Regions from separate parts of the Anas platyrhynchos genome. Here region 2 is linked to region 1. Evidence: chromatin contacts called from public Hi-C data. All regions are on one chromosome and are shown on one strand. The core of a region is the stretch at or near the end of the contact, and the rest is flanking DNA. Distances in the headings are between cores, read along the strand shown.

What was found. A called contact is a pair of places that touch in the nucleus more often than the background predicts.
Region 2: a Hi-C map of liver shows a contact between it and region 1, with 2.0 times the contacts expected there. The contact joins two enhancer-like sites. A contact is called at or near these places in 2 of 8 Hi-C or Micro-C datasets (liver and subcutaneous adipose tissue).

Annotation. Positions count from the first base shown.
Region 1 is chr2:144,407,900-144,415,203 of IASCAAS_PekinDuck_T2T, reverse strand. KIF5B (kinesin family member 5B) reads left to right here. Exons shown (of 26, transcript XM_027450543.3): 9 at 965-1,069; 10 at 1,495-1,640; 11 at 3,583-3,731; 12 at 4,753-4,946; 13 at 5,737-5,805; 14 at 6,871-7,077. Among named protein-coding and RNA genes, the nearest start is that of KIF5B, 17 kb to the left of the region's middle. Within about 2 kb of position 3,308, at least 1 of the 8 cell types and tissues checked has an H3K27ac peak or open chromatin away from gene starts, as enhancers often do.
Region 2 is chr2:144,455,148-144,462,451 of IASCAAS_PekinDuck_T2T, reverse strand. No RefSeq gene overlaps it. Among named protein-coding and RNA genes, the nearest start is that of KIF5B, 30 kb to the right of the region's middle. Within about 2 kb of position 1,386, at least 3 of the 8 cell types and tissues checked have an H3K27ac peak or open chromatin away from gene starts, as enhancers often do.

The sequences.
Region 1 (7,304 bases), core at 2,059-4,558:
ACAGCTTGCTTTCCTGTGTTAGTAGTTTAAAGAAGGGAAGGAAATACCATCTACCATGTTGCTTATTCTGTATTACTGTTACCCTTCTTACTGTAATTTACCTTTTTAAGACCTAAATTTTTGATGTTATTCCTTCTTTCCTTCTGGGATTATTCTTATTTGTCTCCAGTCTGTCCTGCTTAGTGTTGCCTTTGACATTGTTCTATAACATTGTCATCTCTGATCCTTTGTTTATTCTGAATGTTTCTTCATGGTAATCTTTTTTAGTTTTTGTCTTTTTTTAATAAGAATGAAACTGGAAGTACTAAAGTGAAAACAGACTTTAAAGGATCAGGCTGCAGATCTCCATTCTCTGTAGCCTTGTTCCTTTCAATGTATATAACAAACTTTTGTTTAGCAATTTTTCAAGTCCTCATGAAAGAAATTAGTTTTTTGTGTCTTGTCTTGGGTTACATTAAACATAAGCAAATAGAATTGTTTATTTGTGTTCATGATCGCAGCTTGATGAGAAGAATAGTAAAAGCAGGGTTATAGAACTGAGTCAAATTTGGCTGTGAGGCAGAAGAGCTAAGATAAATAGAATTGTCAGGACATAGCTTTTTTTCCACATTTCTGCTGATGCCTACAGAAGTTCCTAGAGCATTCCTGTAGGTCAAATTCAGCATTTAAAACCTGTGTTCTCATAAGGTTTTCTTGCTAATAAGACTTCCTGTTATATTCAGTGCTGGTTATGTAGCAGTGTTTTTTGTGGGCATGTTTGTCTTTTTTTAAGGTTGACCGCTGACTAAGGGTGAATCAGGAATGGGGTTTGAGGAAAAATTTGCTTATTCTAATGCAGCTGGCTTATGAATACTTCATAAAGTCAGGAAGACTGACTTAAAAGTGAGGAAATTATTCAAGTTTTATACTAAATATGAAGATTTTTTAACAGATGTATCTAGTAACTTATTAAAATATTGTATAGGTTAGTAAAACTGGAGCAGAAGGTGCTGTGTTGGATGAAGCCAAGAACATCAACAAGTCTTTATCTGCTCTTGGAAATGTCATCTCAGCTTTGGCTGAAAGCAGTGTAAGCGTTTTCTTCTTGTTTTTGTATGCATCAAGGTTAAAGGCTTGTATCTGAATGATATATTATGAAGAATTTCTCCATTGATCTTAGTGATTTGTGTGGAGTCTTCTAAACTAATCCAGTTACACCAATACATTGCAAACAAATGTTACTCTTGTACTGTGTTGTCACTGATGAATAATAAAGTTGCATTTAAGGGACCTAAACACACCAAAAATTTCTTTGTACTCTAGAAGTTAGCAAACATAAAAAGACTTTGTCATCCTGTACAAATATAGTGAATTCATGAAGCTGCATGATTTATGAATTAAAGTAGAACTTAATCTTTCTAATGAGACCATACCTAGATAAAATACTACTCTTCAACAAAGTAAATAACACGTCTGAAAAACTGTAACTGATTCATTTAACTGTTTTCTTGGTAGACTTATGTTCCGTATCGTGATAGCAAGATGACTAGAATCCTTCAAGATTCACTAGGGGGTAATTGCAGAACCACTATTGTTATTTGCTGTTCTCCGTCTTCATACAATGAGTCTGAAACAAAATCTACTCTTCTCTTTGGCCAAAGGTGAGTAAATGACTTAAAAGATAAGAGGGACAAGAAACAGAATTTCGCAAGAAAAGTTAAGCGCTGTGTGTGCAGTTGTGTATCCTGCCTAACAACAACTGATAAAGTAAACCTCTAACAATAAACGAAGTCCATTCTTAAAAAAAATGTGGAGTTTGGGATCTTAACTGCTGATTGATTGCACATGTGAGTGTACCTCAATATTTTGATCTTACTAAACTCAGAAATAAATGCAGAATGAGAAATAAGCTACTCAGTCAAGATTCCTAAACCTAATTAGTTAGTGTTTACTTTCTTTAATTCTTCAGTGCACACATGGCTAGGTGTTGTGATCTATACAAACATCTTTAAACTGGACAGGATCCTGAAGCCAGTATTTCAAGAAGGACCATGTGCATTTTGGCTCAAAATGCAGTTTAGTGTATAGTTTTGGATTCAGGAAGATATAAGGGAGAGCCTGTTGTCTGCTACCCTTTCTTTTATAGTATACTGAATTACATTTTCTAGTCTGTTTCCTGTCTTAGTGTTCTAGTAACATTTGAGTTAAAAACTTGTAAATTCCTATGTAATTTGTAACTGAATTTTTAAGTACCTACTCAGAATTTGATATCTGGTTAGGCATGTCGTCTTTGCCACACTTCTATTAACGTTCCACATTAATATTCCAGTTTCTGAATGCTAGGCTTAATCACTGCATTTACTGGAGCAGATTACAGAAGCTATCAGCATTTCATTTACTTCATCTGTTTTTTTTGTTAGTATACTTCTTTAATTTTAGTTCAATGATACAGTTTTCAGCTTTTTGGAGAAGACTTTGCTAATGGAAAGTAGACTAGATGACTTTGGAACTCCTTAAAATCTGGCAGAATATAGGCACTTAATAGCTGTTTTAGTAATGACTGTGTTCTGTAGCAGCGGAATTCCTGTTTGGTCTCCTTCTGGTATCTAGGAAGTCTTTTCCTCATAGTATTTCTAGCACAAGATATCAGGAAATGTCTTCCAACTGTAGCTCTGTAGATTCACTGTTCCTTGCTCTTGACTTCTGGAGGAGCTGCAGGAGCATATTTCTATCTCAGTCACCTTCATTAGTCTGATATATTATCTCAGCCTTCTGGGGATGTTAAGTTTATGCTGAAACCCTCAGGAGTAGTAAATGAAGGTTAAGTAAATATTACGTAACTTAGCAGGAAAAGCACTAATTGGTCCCAATGAGACTTTGCAAAAGATCCGTATCGGAGTCATAATATTGGATGCTGGGGTGTATTCCTAACTACCATTAAGTTTTCTTCTGTTTTCATCTTTGGGGAGGGGGCTATTTGGTGGTAGTACATAAGAGTTACTGAGATAAGCAAGGTACAGCACTGATGTAAAAACTACATGTTAACTTCATATAGTTTTATTAGTACTTGTAGCTTTGTTTCCAGAGCTGATGCATTTGGATGAGATTTGCCTGACCTTGTGTCACCTGAATTAAATGCATTTGAGCTTTACAGCTCATATACCTCTTTGTTTAGTGGAAATCTAGTCACTAGATTTTTAGGTGAAATGAGCAGTTCTTTAAGCTAGATTATTTACACCCTAAACGTATTATGCTCTGTTGGAGAAATGTTTGTTAGATATGGTAAATGCTGCCCTTCGTTCAAAGATATGCACAGTCCCAGCTCTGGTGAAAGTATACAGCTGAACTTTTTCTAACTCAACAAGCTTGAGATGTTCAGTTGTCGTAAAGCTTACTGTATTACTCAGTCCATTAATGGTTGTATTTATCCAACTGAAAGAACATTAAATTGGCACAGAGTAGAGACAAGCTTTTGGAAAAGGTGGAAGTTGCTTACACATTTACCAGTGATATGAGAGAGTTTCACTTAAAAGCCTTACGTTCTTTTCTTAAAAAATAATTAAAACAAAAAACACAGTTTCAGTGGTCTGTCTTCCTACGTAGAGCAAAGACCATTAAGAACACAGTCTGTGTCAATGTTGAGCTCACTGCAGAACAATGGAAGAAAAAGTATGAGAAAGAAAAAGAGAAAAACAAGACTCTACGGAACACCATACAGTGGCTAGAAAATGAACTCAACAGATGGCGGAATGGTAAGAAGAAATTTGTATTATGCAAATTTCAGAAAAGCAGACGCGAAAAGTACTGAAGAACCCCATGCCAGACAGAAGTAAGAATATTAATGATGGGATATTAGGTTGAGATTATTAGGTTGACATTGGAGCTTTCTGTTTTTCATTAGAACGGCTTTTAATAATCACATACTGGTAAAAACGTCTGAAAGTATGTTGGTGTTAGGTTCTTCAATAGTTGATTTACTAGCAGAACCGGACCTAGTTAAACTATTAAAAACACATATAATTCCTTCTCCCAGATAAATATATATATTAATTGTAATTCCAGAAACTGATGAAAGTTACCTGTGTTTCTAATTCTCATCAGTCTTAAAAGGTTTTGTTCTTTTTTATAGCTCAAATACTTCTATAGACAAAAAAAAAGTGCTAACAGTAGATAATACGTGTCCATCCTCTCTGAATGATTGAATTCTTTTTGATTGAAGTGTCTGGCAAAATGCAAGTTAATTATGAAACCATAAATTCAGAAAAAGAGGAACGTGGACCCTACTTACAGATGTATGCTGGAGTTTACAGCTTCAGAAGGTGACTTTGCAATCATGCAGACAATTCCTGCACCACATTTTAAAGTAGATCTGAAAAAAAAAAAAAGGGTCTCACTTAAGTTGAGTGGGATGTGATTTTTTTCATGTCTCGTGTAGAGATGGTATGAGGCCACACCTGAAAAGTTAAGTATTATGCTTTAAGAATATTGACACAAGATACTGGAATGTTGGAAAGAGCCCACATCATCCAAGGACTGTGTAAAATGCTTTGTAATAAGGCACTAAGGAATGTAGTTAGTTTACCAGAGAAGTGCCTTAACTAAAGTGTGAGGCGTTTATGTGAAGTCAGTCAAGTATTCTCATCAGAAAAGGGTTAATGAACATAAAGGGGTAAAAGTGAAACTGAACAAATACTCTTAAATAGGAAGTAGATAGTTTAGCAGTAAAGATGTCTACCTATCAAAGTAAAAATACTTTATATTCCTTTATTTAAGGGGAGACTGTACCTGTCGATGAACAGTTTGACAAGGAGAAGGCCAACTTAGAAGCTTTTGCAGTGGACAAGGATATTACTATTGTTAATGATAAACCAGCAACCACAATTGGAGTAACTGGCAATTTCACCGATGCTGAGAGAAGAAAATGTGAGGAGGAAATCGCTAAACTATACAAACAACTGGATGACAAGGTATGCCATTCTTATTCTTATTTAATATAAGACATCTCGGAAATATGTCTTGAGCTACATTATGTAATGCTTAATTTGCCAGTCTTCATTTGTTAGCACAGCTTCTTTAAATATTTGCAAAGAGCACCTATTGTATTTCTGAAGTTCTAATTAAGAGATATCAAAATTGCTTCATCTGGTACTAAGTGAGCATCCATTCTTAGATGCTTTCCCCACTTTGCTGAAAGTACTAAAAAGTGTACTGAATGCAAAAGTGCACACAGGAGGAAAAAAACTTTTTTTTTTTTTAAAAAAAAAAAAAGGAAAAGCTCATGAGAATCTTGAATAGCCTTTCTGCTTTCTGGGTGTATGCCATTCCAAGCTGATAGTTTGGATTAATGCTACCAAAAGGAGGAAAACCATGAGTAGATAAAGAATAAAAAAGGTATTTGGAAGTTACTTACTTTCAAATAAAATGTGCATACATTGAACATAATTTCAAACTAAAGCAGTAATACTGAATATGAAAAATCTTTTAATTATATCTGATTTATTTATTGGAAGCTGGAATAACTTGGAGAAGACTTGCAGAAGCACAGGCATAATTTTGTCCTTGAACCATAGTGTTTTATATGTATACACCAAGTTAATGGATCAGCCTGTGATTCAAAAATATTTATGTTTATTGCTTTGAGTTGTCTAATGGTCTCAGAATTTAGAAAGGGTAGATGCCTGATGCTGCCTTCTCTTAGATTATTATTTCTCAGTGATATTTGTCAATGTATTGAACACAGTCTTAATTCAACTGCAGGATGAAGAAATTAATCAGCAGAGCCAGCTAGTAGAAAAACTAAAAACACAAATGTTGGATCAGGAAGAGGTGAGTTTGCTTTTGCGTCTATGTACTGCTTTTTGTTGACTTTTCTTTTGGAGATGTTCTGAATGGGCTGTAGTTTACGACTAGGGAGTAAAATGGTTGATTATTACTGTACAATAGTTTTTTTTTAAGTCAGACTTGAAATGATCTGCTTATTCATTCTCCCTGCTTGTGCTGTGCTTCTGGCTACATTTGAGTCAGTTTACTCAAGGTTTGAGTATCCATGAAGGCAGAAGGAACCGAAATCTTTAAACAAAGACACAGTCTCTTGTTTCCTTCTTACAAAGCTAGCAGTTTGTCAAAACTTAAGAAACCTTGGTTTACTGTAAGAAATATGTTTTATGGTTTACTCTTGTCAATATTGCTGTACTGACAGATGGTGGGTGGGGGTATGCGTGGAATTTGATTGTCCCTAATAAAAAGAGAAGTATTTAAGTGCTACTTCAGGCTGCGCTTGCTAGAATATTTGTATGTGCACGCTGTCAGTGATATAACTTAATTATATATTGGAAAATACCTAGTAATTTCATTTTGCCAAGATATCAGAGCAAATAATTCTATGTTTACAAAGTCTAAAAAATAAAATGAAAAAAAAAAATCTTGGTGCGTAGGGCAAGAAGGAAATGGATTTAGGACTCAGGAAGTTGGAGCTGTTATTTGCGCTTTACTTAAACCTGCATCTTTATCAACTCTTCGTTTTGTTCTAGCTATTCTTCAGCAGCTAACAGTGTTAAAGTGCTGAAAGTTTAATCCCTAGCTTGTTGACAATTTCAGACTTGAGTAGTGTTTGACCTTTTTGCGGTTCTTCATGCACATTTGCAGTTGCTGGTCTTAAGTGCTTTCATCCTTAATCATTTCCATTTTGCAGACTTCAGAAGCTGAAGAATTCTATATAAATGTACCTCTCTTTTATCTGTCCTCAGTGTCCTTGTTTTGTTATGCTAGGCATCATAAAAATACAGATATAGACAGTTACAGCAGTTGAAAGCATTACTAAGATTTCACTTGTTAATGCAGAATTCTTGGTGGTGGTGACATGTTTTAAATAAATCTCTATCAACATTGTAGCTTTTAGCATCAACCAGAAGGGACCAAGACAACCTGCAAGCAGAATTGAATCGCCTTCAGGCTGAAAATGATGCCTCTAAAGAGGAAGTGAAAGAGGTGCTACAAGCCCTTGAAGAATTAGCTGTCAATTATGATCAGAAGTCTCAGGAAGTAGAAGATAAGGCAAAGGAGTATGAACTGCTTAGTGATGAACTCAATCAAAAATCGGTAGGAGAATGGGTCAAAAAATTGTTGAGTCTTCAATAAACTCTTGGCCTTGTATCTCCAAGCTGTTTCTTGCTTGGAGTCATTTAAAGGTTTTCACAAGGGAAAGTGAGTTTAATTCTAAAACCTGTTTAATACCAGAAAACTCATTTGATGACTTAAGTGACTGATAAATTTTTTATATGTCTTTCTTTCTCCCCCTTATTTCCCTTGTAAAAACCTCTGAGAAT
Region 2 (7,304 bases), core at 137-2,636, 49 kb before region 1:
AAGGTTAAGGAGTTGGCCGCCAACTGTTTCTTAAGTGCATTGCTGAGAATATAAAAGTGCAAGCATGGGAAGAATGGATTGCTGTATAGTTCTGTGCTGGAAGCAAAAGTTCTATATCATGAAAGTGAGCTAATTGATAATTTGGAATTTTCATTTAAATGTAATGACGAAATGAACTGCCCTAAATTTTGGGAGCGTTTTTCTGAAGTCTTGCTATGAGCTACTGCCAGATACAGGTGAACAAATGGCAGAATGAACACCGGGAGAAGTGAATTCCAGAAATAGTTTGTATTAATACTGATGGATTAGTCCATACAGACAAACACAAACCGTTACCTGCAGACTGAATAATTGCCTGGTGCTTCAGAGAAAGTAATGATGGAAGCAAGCTGTGTAAGCTCTCAAATAGCTGAAACTTCAAATATACTTTATATGCAGGGGATAAAAATGTAGCCATGAGAGATTAATGGCATGTTTCAGACTTGTCCTCTGCTTAAGAGATGACTTGAGTCCTATGCAAACTGATTAAAACAGTGCAGATTAAAACAGTACCTTGCAATATTGCTGGTTTTCTTACTAGGGTATTTCTTACTAAAATTTTCTTATTAAAATTTTTACTTATTTGCATATGAAAGTTAGGGGATAGTAAAGTTTATTTTTGTTTTCCATGCATGTGTCTTGGGAAGTCAGTGTGCAAGGAATGGGACAAACAAATCTATTGTTGTTGTTGTTGTTTTTTTTTTTCGTTTCTTTTTTGTTTGTTCTTAACTTTTTATTGGAGAAGGGAGTCGAACACAAAGAACTGATTTTATTCCAAAGGTTCCCAAGATGTAAATAAAAAATCCATTGGGGAAAAAAGAGAATTAAAATCTGTTAGGTAAGTAATTTATGCAAAGTTATTTCCCTGCCAGTAAGAGGAGAAAGCCAGGACTGAGCAAAGGAGCACAGGCTGCTGATCTGTGTCAGAAGGAGGAAAGAACCAGAAACAAACCTGCTGTTGATTGTTCTGTTTAGATTACCTACCACAGTTCATAAAGCGAAGTGAGTACCTATTTTAAAGTAAGTAGTAAGCTTCAGTAATCTACAAGAATAATGTTCTAGGATAAAGGTGTCCCAAGCAATTAGTGAGCCAGACCAGTTAGGACTGATCCACGCAGTCCAATTCTGTAAAAATGAATTAAAAAACAGCCTGTGTGTTGGAAGTGCACCGGAGACAAAGCTGGAGGAGTCCAGCACGTTAGTATGTTGGTGAGGTACAGCTAGAACAAGAGTCGTTCAGAAGGATCACTGAGAAAGGAAGGTTTGCTTCTTGCAGAGATCTGCGTACTAGCGCTAGTCCTTGGCAGTCTGAGCTCTGTGGCTGCTGAAGGTACTCGTTGTGCAGCACAGAGCAGGAAGCAGGGCAGCTTGAGCAATGAGCTTAGCCATCACCGTTAGGTGGCAGTCTAAAACAGCAGCAGCAAAACCAAATTCTAGCTCCTGGCTGAGATTTCTGGAGCAGTGCTAGAAACTTAGCTGCAATTCTCAAGTATAACTGGGGCTATTTTTTCAATTAAAAAAAAAAAAAAAAAAGAAAGAATACATTTGAGCATTAACTGTTCTTCCTTCTTTGTTTTGGGTAAGTGCTCCATGTCCTCATGTCATCATCTGCTTATGCAACAGAAAAGCCACCCACATCCTAAGTTCTGTTAGGGCATTTCTAGCCTCTTGTCACACTTCATCACATCTGGAAGAATCACCCCCTCAATACACTGAAAGAAATCAGTACATGCTCTCCAAGGAGAGAGACTTCCCATTTTGGAGCTGGTCAGGGAAGTCCCATGGTCAGGGATACAGAGAGAGCAATTTCCATTCCATTTTATAAACCATGTATTACCTGAATACAGGCAGTGGCTGGAACTGCTATTTAGCAAGTGGTAGCAATGGGCAAATTAGCTAGAAGCTAAAAAATCATAAAATTTTATTAACCTACCAAAGCTTCTCTGACTTAGAACTAGTTTTGTAATTCTTTTCTGGTTTTTGAATGTAAGCATGTTCAGGTGTTTGTATGCAGAATTCACCCATCCCAAGCATGGATGACTGGTCCTGTGAATTCCTGTTTGTGGTAACAGGCAAGTAGTCTCCAATCTTGCTGCAAGCTGATTATATAAATATATATATACATATTTTAAAAATATATATATACATATTTTAAAAAGCATGTCCTGAAGGAGCTAGCATAAGTGCAATATGCGTGTGTTATTAGAAGTCTACGTACAGCTTCTCTGGGGCTGCTCATATCTTAACCAAGCTGGAATCATGAATTAGCCCTACAGAAGCTTTCCCCAGTACAGATTTGGCCCAAAACATTCCTAAACTTGTTCCTAAACTTGTGCCTCTCCCTGTTATAAGCTGACTGCTGGCATCCCTCAGGGCAGCCACGATGGCCAGATCAGGCCTGCTCCCATCTCATCTCCCTGCCCTTCTGCTAAGGCATCACTAAGTAAAATGGGAAACTGCGTTTTCTCTCCTGCCTATTGCTTTTTTGTTGAATACAGATTATTTCTAAAAGAGATCACGCTCTTGTCTTCAGCTTAGTTTGTCATCTAAGCTCACGTTCAGGTTCTACAGCGTGGATAGCTGAAATAACCGATGGCAAGTAGTCAGAAGACCTAGTAAAAGCTAAAATCATTTCTGTACGTGGGTGTCAGGAAAGACAGTTGTGAGCTCACAGTCCACCACAAACCAATTTTTAGAAGGATTTCACCCCATACAGTCCCAGCACACCATCAGGGATTCCTGCCAAGCCCCAGCAGCAGGCTCCTGTGTCAGAAGCCGTGGTGTGCTCGGGGGCTGTGAGGTGTTTGACACTGCAAAATGGCCTGGCTTGCGTCCGCTGGTATGGGAGATGCGTTGCAATGAGGACCTGCACTTGTTTCCTGTGAGTTAATTCATGTGTGTAGGAGCTTTAATTTGTTTATTTCACAGGGGGCTGTGAGGGCCCTGCAGCAGGGCCTGGCACTGGCTCAGCTGCTGGCAGTGTGCTGCAGCTGCCGTCCACACGGGGTAATGCTGTACTCCAAAGGGTTCAGGGAATATCCAAGAACAAGAAACACACCTGATGGTGAGAGAGTTGTGAGCTCAGCCCGTTTCACTCCACACACTGTGCTGGCCTGAGCACAGTCTCCAAGTGCCTACAAGGAGAACTTACAGCAGGGTAAGAGGAGGCCCCTCAAGCTACCAGGCACCTGTGTAATTAGGCAGGTACGCTCATTTGTGCTTAGAATTACCAGCAGCCTGGGGGTCTGTGATCCCTAGAAATGCTTAACTCAGGACTGGCTGTTCCTCAAAAGGAAACCTTAAAGCAGGTTGAAAGGCAGCCCTGTGGCACATGCAGTGCGGCAGGACATGGTGCCCAGTGACGGGACAGGAGGCAATGGCATTGCAGGAGCTGTGTCTGAAGATCAGGAAATACTTCTTCAGTATTAGGATAACTTAGCCCTGGGACAGACTGCCCAGAGAGGTTGCAGAGTCTCTATCCCTGAAAATACTCAAAAGCCGCCTGGACATGGTCCTGGGCAGCCTGCTCTGGGTGGTCCTGACTGAGCAGGGGGGGTCAGGCCTCCAGAAGTCCCTCCTGGCCTCAGGATCTGCTGACAGAACTTAGAGTAGATCACCATTCCCTACTGATCTTCCTTATATTCTTATTTTTGTGAAATCAGCAGCTGTTTCTCAGAACTGTTTCTCAGCATGCTGACTTGTAAAACAGAACAGGATTTCATTCTGAATGGGCTCTAGTTCAGCCAGTGATTACTTCCAGAAGGCACTATCCCAGCCACATGCTAACATCAGTTAAGGCTTGAACACATCCTCAGGAGTGGTTGGGGAATCCAGGATGCTTCATGGACAAGTTAGTATTCTCTAATTACAATTAACTCACATAAGCCTGGTGCCGAGCTCTAGCAATGAAAACTATTTCATTTTCTGTAAGCATTCCTTATACAGCTAATATAGTATGAAATTATCTTGTGCCACAAAAATATTGTGCATAAGCTATACTTGGAATTAAAAAAAAAAAAAAAAAGGAAATTATACCAGGATGTTACTGTTGCCTACGTTAACATCATAGATAGAGTTTGCCATATATATTACATTTCTTTAAAAACTAATATAAACTTCTGAAAAATAAGCCATCTTTTATGTTGCATAAAGGTTAAACATTAATTACTTTGAAAACAACACTCTTGAAACCAGCTTCTTTAGCACATATTTACTCAGAAATTGGAGCTCTTAAGACCTTTTGATGGGTTCCTGTTGTGTTTGCAAGGTTGATCTTGAATACAAGCACTCTTATAATGAAGCTGGTTAAAAGTTAAATAAGGTTTGAGGCCAGCACAGAATACAAATACACATTTGCTGATATCATTACTTCTAATTTTGTTTCATCTCAGAGAATTCTTTGCAGCTTAAATGTTCCTCTGGGCTCAAAATGGCATTTCTCTTAGCACAGGGGGAGGAAGGTGGTCCTGGTCCACACTCAGCAGGAATGGAGTTGTGCAGGAGCTGCTACTTGTCAAAGGAACAAAATCACATCTCTGTTTGGGGAAGGGATTTCTCTGTGTTTGACTTCACTAAGAACTGAAACTATGAACAGCTTTCAGAAGCATGAGCTGATCTGTTTAAGGCCTGGAGATTCCCTGGCCTTGGCCTGGGAGCTCCTGTTGGTCATGGAGACAAGGTACAACTTCTGAGGAGCAGCAGGCCTTGCTAGATTACAGCTCCCCGTTAAGTCCAGAGCTCACCAGGAGCGGCCACTGCCACTTGCCCTTTGCTGGGTGCCAGGGGCTCCCAGCCCCATACCCAACTGGGAGGTCACAGAGAACCTGTTGAAGGGACGTCCCCCACAGCAGAGGAGCTGGTCCTCCACCAGCTGGCCAGCACAATCCTCCTCCACAAGGAGCAGCATCTCCTCTGCCAGCAGGGCTCGGTGTTCCCCTAGGAAACATTTTCCCCAAAAGATTACCCATCAAATCACATCAAATCAAATAAAAAGGCATCGCGTTGGTATGTCACTGCTCGCAGAGTTCAAGGCAGCACAGTTACCCTCTGAAGGATGTGCACACAGACATGCTTCCAGGGGTTCTGCTGAACATTTCTCTCTTGCAGCCTGTGTCCTTCCCTGTAGAGCCACTGGGGTTGCTGCATCTAGTGGTGGTGTTTACAAACAAACAAAACAGGTAACCATCACCATGTCTTCACCACGCCTTAATTTTGTGACTTAATTATGCAGAACACACAGCTGCATAAAATGAAAAACTGGAATGAAGTAAATGAATGGGAGCCGGGGTCTTCTGAGCATCAGCAGAAGGCATCCCAAGATTTCCCTTTATAGTGCTGGATTATTTCCTTACCTGTGCCAGATCTGGGGTAAAATGGTATTGCTCAAATGAGAAAATTAACTGATGTTAAAACCTAAAATCTGATGCTGAAGCATAGAAAGTGCTCCAGGTTTCAAGCACTAAGCTTAAGATCTTATTGATTTGAATGTGTGGGTACACTGTAATGAAGTAGTTTTGATTTTCAAGAGGAAATTACACTGTAAAAGTAGCACAGCAGTGAGATGGAAAACACTTAAACTGCAGCTACCCTCCTGAGAACACAAAGCCCTTGGCTGCCCTTGGCAGCTGTCATTCTCCTGTGTCTCAGCGCACTGCTATGCAAGGCCAGTCGCTGCCTAAGCAACAGGGAAACCTTGCCACGTTGAACTCAAGATGAAACCAAGCCTTATTTACAGTTACACCCAGCCACCACTGTGCACAGGAAGAGTGAGTATATAAATACAGTTATGACAGGTCTTACAAGTCTTCCCTACCTGCCTGTAACAGTGCACGTTGTCTGCTTTGGCTTGTATAAATCGCTGCAATGCCCTCGTGGAGAGGCAGAGCGGACCTTTTTAAGGTTTGAAGGTGCCACTTCTGGACAGTCAGGGTCTTGGGAGCTCCGATGAGCCTCCCTGGACTCTTGTAGGACCTGGAAATCTCAGAGATCAGAGAAAATAGCACAGCAATCCAGATGGTTTCGACAGTCTTATAGGACAAAACCAACCAAACAAAACGAAACAAAAGTTATTAGGAGTCACCCTTCTTTCAGCTGCTTGGTTTGGTTGACTGACCAGGGCATTTTGTCCCTTGACAGAGTCTGGGAATCCCAGGACGGTCTCCACCGGACTGAGATATCACAGCAGCAGAACTGTGCTGTTCTGAGTGGCAGCTGGAGGCCAGGCTGGCTCCCCTAAGACATTTTTCCTGGATTTTATTTACACCTTTGAAATTCTGTGGTGTCTGAACAATCACTACCCACCCTCTACTCCTCGGTGAGCCTCCTGTGGGTGCTGGTTGAGAGCTGAGGGCTCAGGCATCACTCCTGTACGGCTGTGAGAAGGGCAGGGGCTGAGTGCCCCTACACGGTGGAAGATGATGTGGGCTGAGTCTCTGCTATCTGCGTCACAAGTGGATGTTCACCTACAGCATGAGTACACACATGGATGATACATCCCAAGAGCGACAGCTACTGGTAAGTAACATTTCTTTGCTCCAGCTGATCAGAACAGCCTGTCTCTGCACTAACAACCTCCTACACTGAATTCAAAACCCTCAGCTTTGAAGCCTTGAGGCTATATTGCATAGATAGCTCTAGGTTCAGAGCAAAAAGCACTCTCTTCTTTTGTATAAAAATACACATCCAGTCAGCAAATGGACAGTTCTGTATGAGACGAAGGTAGATCCAACGTGGGAGGAAAGACAGCATTTATGCACCAGAACTACAGCAGAGGACATAATCTTGCATTTCTTCAGTCAATCTGAGGCACACGTTAAAGGAAATGTCTGCAGTGAATCCACCCCTTTCTGACCAACACTTTTATAATGCATTTGGACTCTTCTAGTCCTTCCTCCAGGGCAACATATATTTTTCCAATATTTTTAAGTATCATCCAGGACATGATGTTCCAGTTCAGCATTTCTGATGTATCAATTAACTTAAGTGACTTGGAAGGCTTACCTTGAAGTTGTGCACATAATGTTGACATTAAAAAGAAAATGCTGCCAGCATTTGTTGAAGTGCCAAAATGAAAGTGCTCTGGTCAGGTTCACACCAGCCACCTCATTGTTCCCATCCTATCTCACAGGATAATCAGAAAGTGTCTAGGCGATTCTCCACCCTTTCCTCATTTTCTCTGCAGGGAAGCATGAGATCAGCAGCTTTCTCCTTTTGTTTCTTCCTTTTCATGAGTGGTATTTGTTTTGATTTATTCATTTTCTTAAATA